Linked DNA regions of Rattus norvegicus: region 1 is linked to region 2. The links are chromatin contacts, called in public Hi-C maps. All regions are on one chromosome and are shown on one strand. The core of a region is the stretch at or near the end of the contact, and the rest is flanking DNA. Distances in the headings are between cores, read along the strand shown. Region 1 holds the start of Serhl2 (serine hydrolase-like 2). Region 2 has its middle 21 kb from the start of Nfam1.

The links. A called contact is a pair of places that touch in the nucleus more often than the background predicts.
Region 1: a Hi-C map of hepatocytes shows a contact between it and region 2, with 2.2 times the contacts expected there. The contact joins the promoter of Serhl2 here to the enhancer-like site in region 2. A contact is called at or near these places in 2 of 12 Hi-C or Micro-C datasets (Schwann cells and hepatocytes) and 1 of 1 datasets of contacts at active chromatin or transcription factors (oligodendrocytes).

Annotation. Positions count from the first base shown.
Region 1 is chr7:116,124,229-116,127,969 of GRCr8, forward strand. It overlaps Serhl2 (serine hydrolase-like 2), which reads left to right and starts at 1,857. Exons shown (of 12, transcript NM_001130579.2): 1 at 1,857-2,001; 2 at 3,545-3,694. The coding sequence starts at 1,998.
Region 2 is chr7:116,075,140-116,079,098 of GRCr8, forward strand. No RefSeq gene overlaps it. Among named protein-coding and RNA genes, the nearest start is that of Nfam1, 21 kb to the left of the region's middle. Within about 2 kb of position 2,567, at least 45 of the 93 cell types and tissues checked have an H3K27ac peak or open chromatin away from gene starts, as enhancers often do.

The DNA.
Region 1 (3,741 bases), core at 607-3,106, 48 kb after region 2:
GGAAAAGGCTCAGAGGTATATATAGACAGCGAGAGTCCGGTGTAGAGAACGGATAGCACAGGATGTCAAGGAGAAATTAAGGATCCCTAACACCATCTAATAGTATTGGAGGGAGATCAACCCCCAACCCAGCCGGCAGTGAGAGGCACCCAGATGCTCACACGGTAAAATAAGAGCTGGGGGAGGGGCTGGTGGCAGCATGTGGTAGCAGGGTAAGTGAGGCAGAATGGAGATTATGGCAGGAAGTGATCTGTCTTATGAGGTCATAAGCACCAAAACCAAGGGGGTCCCAGGGGTTGAACGGGAAGAGGCAGGTGGAAGTGACATGGGATACAGATGGATGTGATGGTGAGGATGAGGCTGGAGGGACGGAGAGTGACTGCAGTCATGGACCAGCAGGACAGTCTGGAGCTGGCTGAGGCCACAGCTGCTGAAGGGACCGGTTGCACAAGGGAGTTTTTGAGATTAAACGTACTCCAGATGCCAAGTGCAAGCGTTGGTAACAATGTGTCATTGAGGAAGGTAGCAGCCTGTGTGGCAGGCTTGTTCCCGGTACCTCAGAGTATCTGTGCTCCCAACAGAGCTCAGAGAAGATCCTTATCTATGGGGAGTCAAAGCATTTCCTCAGCTGATATCACTGATTGTGCCCAGCAGAAATACTCATGGGGCTGGAACGTAGCTCAGTCCGTAGAATGTTTGCCTGGCATGCATGAACCCCTGTGCCCCCATGTTTGATTCCCAGCAGTGCATAAACCAGGCACGCAACCCCAGCATTCTAGAGAGGGAGGGAGACAGCTCAATTCAAGGTCACCCTCAGTTATATAATGAGTTCAAACCCTTGTCTCCCAAAAACAAAGAATAGAACAAAAAAGTGTGATGTGTCCCGGGCTCCTAACCTCTGAGTGAAATCACTTGGAAAAGTCCTGTCACAACCTAATCCCCATTTTCTAGCCCCTCATCCACCTTGGCCTATTTCTCAGCCTCAGCTTTCTCTACACAGTGGCTTGCCCATCCCCCATCCCCCGTCCCATCTTTCCTCAGGGTTTGCCCTGTCACCCCTTTGGGGAACTCGCCATACTGATTTCCCTCAGTGTCCAGGTCTGTGGTTCACCAGTTAGAACAGTGAGCCCCTCAGGGATGGGGAGCACCTCCTGTTGTTCCAGTTGTTCCTGGTAATTTTAAAAGCTCAAGGGGTTCAGATTTCTTCTTTTATTATAAAATGCTGTGCATGCACTTGTCCATTTTAGGAATGTTTGCTTTAGGATGGGTTTGGGGCATTGGAGAGGCTTGCCGTGTTTCCCAGGCTAGCCTCCAAAACCCATAGGCTTTTCCTAGCATCCTGAGATCACCATGTCCACAGCCTGAATCCGAGTTCTTGGTCTTCTCTGGGCTGAAACTGTTTTGAATCCTTCCTTGCCTGGGGATAGTTTCCTCTAGAGCCCTCAATTTATACATTCGTTTATACATGCAGGCCGTGCAATCAATTATCAAAGCTGGATAGTGCTAGGCGCTGCTGAGGGGACGCGGATAGCACGAAACCTCCTGAAACAGTTGTTCCACTTCTGTGGGAATCGGAGAGAATCCTCCGGGGAGCTTTCCTTGCTGTGGGACCTTGTCTAGTGTCTAGCTCGCAGCGTCATGTGGGGCTGTCCAGATATTGAGCCTGCCAAAGTGTGTCCTCCAAAGACTTCTCTGCTAGCTGTGACACCACTCCAGTGTAGCAGCACAGCATGAGCCAGGAGCTGGGCAGCCCTGAGATCCTTGAAAGTCCCGGTGAGAAACTGAGAGACCGTGGGAAGGTGGGGCCTCAGTGGGCGGAGCCTGGCCGTGGGCGGTGTTGCTTATAGGGGCGGGGCTGGCGCTAGGACGTGGGTTATGGGGAGGGCCTGGAGGGAAAGTCGGTGAGCCGGGCGGGCGTAAGAGGCGGGACCTGAGCTGAGTCCTTCCAGTTCCTGTGACCTCCTGAGCGGGGAGTGACAGCCTCAAGGACCAGAGCAATGGGTGAAGATGTCCCTCAGGACTCCTTAGATCGGACTGGGAAGGGGGAGGCCCGGCGAGTGCTCCCATGCTCCCACTAGCTTACTCGAGCCGGTGGAGCAGACACTCATCGCCCTCTCCACTAGGTGTCCAGGCTCAGTGGGTAGCACTGGGATCTAGCAGAGCCAGATTCGGGGTTCCCGATGGCCGCTGAGTCCTGAGAGTCCCTAGATTAGAGGATTAGAGGTGGATGTGCATGGCTGTTTGGGGTTGCACTTTGGGTCCAGCAGCAGCAGCAGGAGCTCAGCTCTGGAGCACGTCGGACTTGAAGAGGCCCACCTGGACCCCCAAGTCAATCAAGCTCGTTCATGCTCGCTCTCTTGCTCTCTGTCTGTCTGTCTGTCTGTCTGTCTTTCCTTCTCTTCCCCCTCCCCTCCCCCATCTCTTTCTCTCCTTCTCACTCCTCTTTCTCCCTCTCCCCTCCCTGGGCTTCAGTTTCATGGTCCGTGCGCTGAGGGTAGCAGTGGTCCAACTCTCAGTGTGTAAAAGTATCTGGCATCCTCTCAAAAGGCTTGGAAAATGCTGGCCAGTTTGGATTTCCAAGGGTTTAGTTTCCTAATGTCCAAAAATTTAAGGCACAGTCCGGTTTTGCGCTACATGGTGCTCTTCGTAGTATCTTAAACCCCCAGGCATCTTACTGTTTGTAGCTTTAGCTGGCTTGAAACTCTCTAGACCAACTTGTCCTGAACTGGCTGCAATTCTCCTGCCTCTGCCTTCTCAGGATCTGGCTAGGCTTCCAGGTGTGATTAGTGCAGTTGGTTTTCATAAAATATTTTAGAGTCTGAGACTGCTGCATAGATTTCCATTGTAGTGCATTTTGTTGATTCAAGGTTTTATGTAAGACAAGGTCTTATATAAGAGGCTGGCCTCGAATTCCTGAACTACCCATGTCCTCCTTTTGAGTACTGGGATGACAGGCATGTATGTTACGGTATATTGTTATCAGCATGGTATTTTATTAATTCCTGCTGCTTATCTCCTACCATGCCTAATTTATAAAGTAAACTTTATCATGGATATATATATATATACATATATATACATATATATATATATATATATATAAATTATACACACACACACAAACACACACGTGCATGGGTAGCATTCATTGTATAGGGTTCATTACTCCTTGAAGTTTCAGGCATCCACAGCGCTCTTGGAATGGGTCCTAGACAGTTAAGGGGCATCATATTCTAATTTACTCTGGTTTAATAGAAAGGGAAACTGAGGATGGAGAGGTTTTAGGCACCAGCCCAAGGTCATATCCCACTCCTTCCAGTTCTGCCCTAAAACCAATGGGTTACATCCTGAAAAACCCATTCAGATCTTTCTCACCCAGGGGACCCAGTTGTCCTTCCCTCTTCAAGGTACCTGGCATTCTGTCTGTCTAAAGCTAGGACAGAGGCCAGTAGCACCGATGCCTGTGCCTTTGATGCGCACATAGGGGCTTAGGAAATGCTGGATTCGTGAGCGCAGGGGACAAATAACCCAATCTGCTTTGCAGGTTTGCTCTCAGAGTTGAAGTTGGCTGTGCCCTGGGGCCACATTGCTGTCAAAGTCTGGGGCTTGCAGAAGAACCCTCCAGTTCTGTGCCTGCATGGCTGGTTGGACAATGCCAACTCCTTTGACAAGCTCATTCCTTTTCTTCCAAAAGGTAGGGCCTTGGGCTGAAGGGCAGTGGAGGGGTGAAGGCAACTGTGC
Region 2 (3,959 bases), core at 1,317-3,816:
CTGTGGATCATGGGCAGGGCACACTTAGCATGTCTGTCTGATCCTAGCACTGCAGGGAAAGATTATAAACCCCAATAAAATTGAAATGAAAAATACAGTCCCCCCTTTTAAAAGAGCAAAATGAAGTGTGCATACACACACACAGGTGTAACTGTGTAGAAAACTGGTGGCTCCTTTTCTCAGACAGAAAGTATTTTGAGGTAATAATAATTTGACCATGCCTTGGAATCCCAAGACATGTTCAAAAGCGGGGAGGGGGGAACCTTCAATTGCTTTTAGTAACCATATTGCCAGCAATCAAACTGGCATCATTCTGAAATACAGGATGTAAATTCAACATACAATATAATGTAATATGATGCATGTTGTGTAATTTATTACATACAAACATATATGGATACATTAAATAAGAAATTATGTTAGAGGATTTAGGAAACAATATTTTCAGCGTGAGAGAGATAAAGGAACAAATATGCAGGATGCAGAAATCCTGACATGAACTCGGCCATGTCACCTCAGACTCCAGATGAACATCGAAAGCTGATCTAAGTATATAGGTGTGCAGAAATTATCGATCGTGGCTTCCACCTCTCCAGGACTGAGCCCAGAGACTGCGGCTCCCTGCAGAGACCTCTCCAGAGATTTACTAACCCCCCTCCTCCTCCCTGGTGCTGTGCTTAATAAACCAGCTGGGTTTCCCAGCTGCTGGTGGTCCACCAGAGTGCACAGCCCACATGGTTCTTGCTTTTCTGTGAGCGTGTATATCAGTCTTTTTAGTTCCCCATTGTCCCAGCCGGGGCAACCCCAAAGCCGAGGAGGTCTTGGCATGAATATAAAATCAGACAGCATCTGCATAAACCCTGCCATCCTAAATTTAATCTGGAAAACAAGCATAAATTCATATGGTTTCTCTGTCTCTGTCTCTCTGCCTCTCTGTCTCTGTTTCTCTCTGTGTATGTCTGTCTGTATGTGTCTGTGCTGTCTATCTGTCTTTTTCTTTTTCTTTTCTTTTTTTTTTTTTGAGACAGTCTCATGTGGCCCAAACTGGCTCCCATTCACTATAGACCCAAAGATAAATTTGAACTCTAAAAAAAAATTGTGTTACTTTAATTATATGCAGCAATGTATGTCTGCACGTGGGAATGAGTGTGTAATTTGTCAGGCTTGGTGGTAAGTGCCTTTACCCACTGACCCGTCCTACTGACTCCACCCGATGTCTCCTAATATGTCTGCCTAAATCAAGGACATAGCGGTTCCACACGCAGATCTGAACTTACTGTGGGTTTCATGTGGAATCAGTTCTTGAGTATTAAAGGCCCTGACTTTGCCTCTTTCTGTGTCTACTCTACTAAGACCCAAAAGAAGGAGAACCATTCCCAGTGTGAGACTGGATCAAAATTCAAGTTCAAAAGCGTATGGGCCAGAACTGGGACCTGGCAGAAGCTGAGCGGCTCCATCCAGATCATCCTCAGCCCCACAGTGAGTTCAAGGTCACCCTAGACTACAGGAGCATTTGTCTCAATAAACACACACGCCCGAGCTAACCAGAAAACCAAAGCCATGGCTGACATCTGTGCTGCTGAGCCTGAACTGGATGCTAAAGACCTCTCAGAAGAACTCCGACTGGGGCTGTGCTTTTTCCGGCCCAGGATGGGCGCGAGGATGCGTGGGCACGTGGGCATTTCTGCCCCTGACTCTGTTTCATTGTCGTATGGGCAGAAGTGTGTACAAAGCAGCCCCAAACTGCTCCTGCTGTGCTGAAAATGAAAGCAAGCAGTATACTCCGCACTACTTTTTTTTTTTTTTTTTTTTGTGGCGGGAGGGAAGGGGGAGGGGAACAGGAGAAAGGAGGGGGATAGGGGAAGGGAGGGGGAGAAGGATGATGGAGAAGGAGAAGGGAGAGAGAATGAGAGTCTGTGAAGGACAAAAAACTTTCAGGAATCAATTCTCTCCTCCTCATGAGGGAGGGCTCAAATTTAGGTCCTCTGGGTCGGCATGGGCAGCAAGACCCTGTGTCCATTGAGCCATTTCGCCAGTCCCTAGACCACTGCCGCTTCCCTCTCTCGCTGGTATCCTCTTTCCTTTTTAAAGCCATTCTACTTACATATCAAGTAGAAATGTAGTTTTGTAAAGGGACCAGTCTTCTCTTTCAAGCCAAATGAGGGTGCTCCCCCCACGCCCTCTCCGCTGCCCCTCCTCTCATCTCAGGGCTCTTGCTCTAGGGCTCTAGGAGGCCGGATCTGTTCAGCAGCTCTGATTGATAACACAAATCACCCCGGAGGCTCTGAGGAAGGAACTCGGATGTCAGCTGGAGGTGCAGTGGGAGCCGCGGCCCTGCCCCCACATCGTTTATTCATTCACCGCATGGCAAGCTCCGAAGGGCCGGAGCAATTCCATCAGCTCTCAGAATTGGCACACGGCGAGCCTCCTCTCCCCGGACCACCGCGCTGCCATAAATAGACACCACGTGGCCTCCTTTTATGATAAGGTTAGGGGGAAACGAGTGCGTGGGGAGAGGCCGGCGGGAGAGTGGCAGCTCCGAGTCACAAGGATAAAGCCTGCGCAGCATCGCTCCTCTCGCCTGGGGCGGGATCAGAAGCGGGAGCCGAGTGGCAGCCGCTGGGCTCCCCAGGCGCTTCCTTTGGTGGTTCCCTGACTCCCAGCAGCGGTTCCTGCCCTCAGCCATCTTCATCACTCCTGCTGGGGCTGCAGACGCCCTGCCTTGCCAGGCGTTGTGGCTCCCCCGGCTCATTTTCTGATAGAGCTGTCAGTTTTTATTGCTGATAGGAGAAATCATTTTCTCTCTTAGCTGAATGTTAATTGGCCTTTTCCTCTCTCATTCAGTGAGAACATGTAGTCCCCTTGTCTATTCATCACCGTACCCCCCGTGCCCCCCCAAGGTAGAAGAAGCATTCTAGAAAGACAAGGACAGTGGTTCTTGCTAAATTACTAATTGTTAATTCAGAGGTTAAGAAGAAGCTACAGGAGAGTGGAAGGAAGGGGTGGGGGAGCTATAACCACACTTTTGAAGTCTCCAGGAGCCTACTGTGTACTATATATGTTCTCATTGGCTATAGAGGGCCCAAGGATCAATAGGGGGGATGGGTAAAGTCAAATGCGGAGGGGCCAGGTACTAAGCCAGCTCCTGATGCTTCAGAGATGACAAAGACTAGTCAGAGACAACCTGACAAACTGATGGGTCAGTACGTTGTGACTGGAGCAGCGGCAGAAATAGGTAGTCAGAGAAACTTGCCAGTAAGGACAAAGTTAGAAACTCAGACTCGAAAACACCCAGGAACTGGCTGGGAGGAGGCTGTAGTCCGGATGTCCCAGTTAGGAAAGGTGGTGCAAGTCATAGATGCGGCAAAACAGGGCAGCATACTGGACACGTCAGAGTAGGGTTGTTGCCCCGTTCCTATAATTCTCCTATTCTTTTTTTTTTTTTTCCGGAGCTGGGGACCGAACCCAGGGCCTTGCGGTTGCTAGGCAAGCGCTCTACCACTGAGCCAAATCCCCAACCCCAATTCTCCTATTCTTAAAAAGTAAACTGGTGGGGCTTGGCGGTTGAAAATTCGGAGTGCTTTCGCAGAGGACCATTTGATTCTCGGCACCCACATGGCTTCCAACCACCTGTAACTCCCATTCCAGGGGCTCTGACGCCCTCTTCTGGCCTCTGTTAGTACTGTATGCATGTGGCGTATAAACATGCACGCAGGCAAAATACCCATACACATAATTTTTAAAAATTAAGCGAACAATGGGCTGGAGAGATGGCTCAGTGGTTAAGAGCACTGCTCTTACAGAGGTCCTGAGTTCAAATCCCCGTAACCGCATGGTAGCTCACAACCATCTGCAGTGAGATCCAATGCCCTCTTCTGGTGTGTCTGAGGACAGCCACAGTGTACTCATATATAATAAATAAATAAATCTTTAAAATTAAGTAAACAAACCAGGGGTGG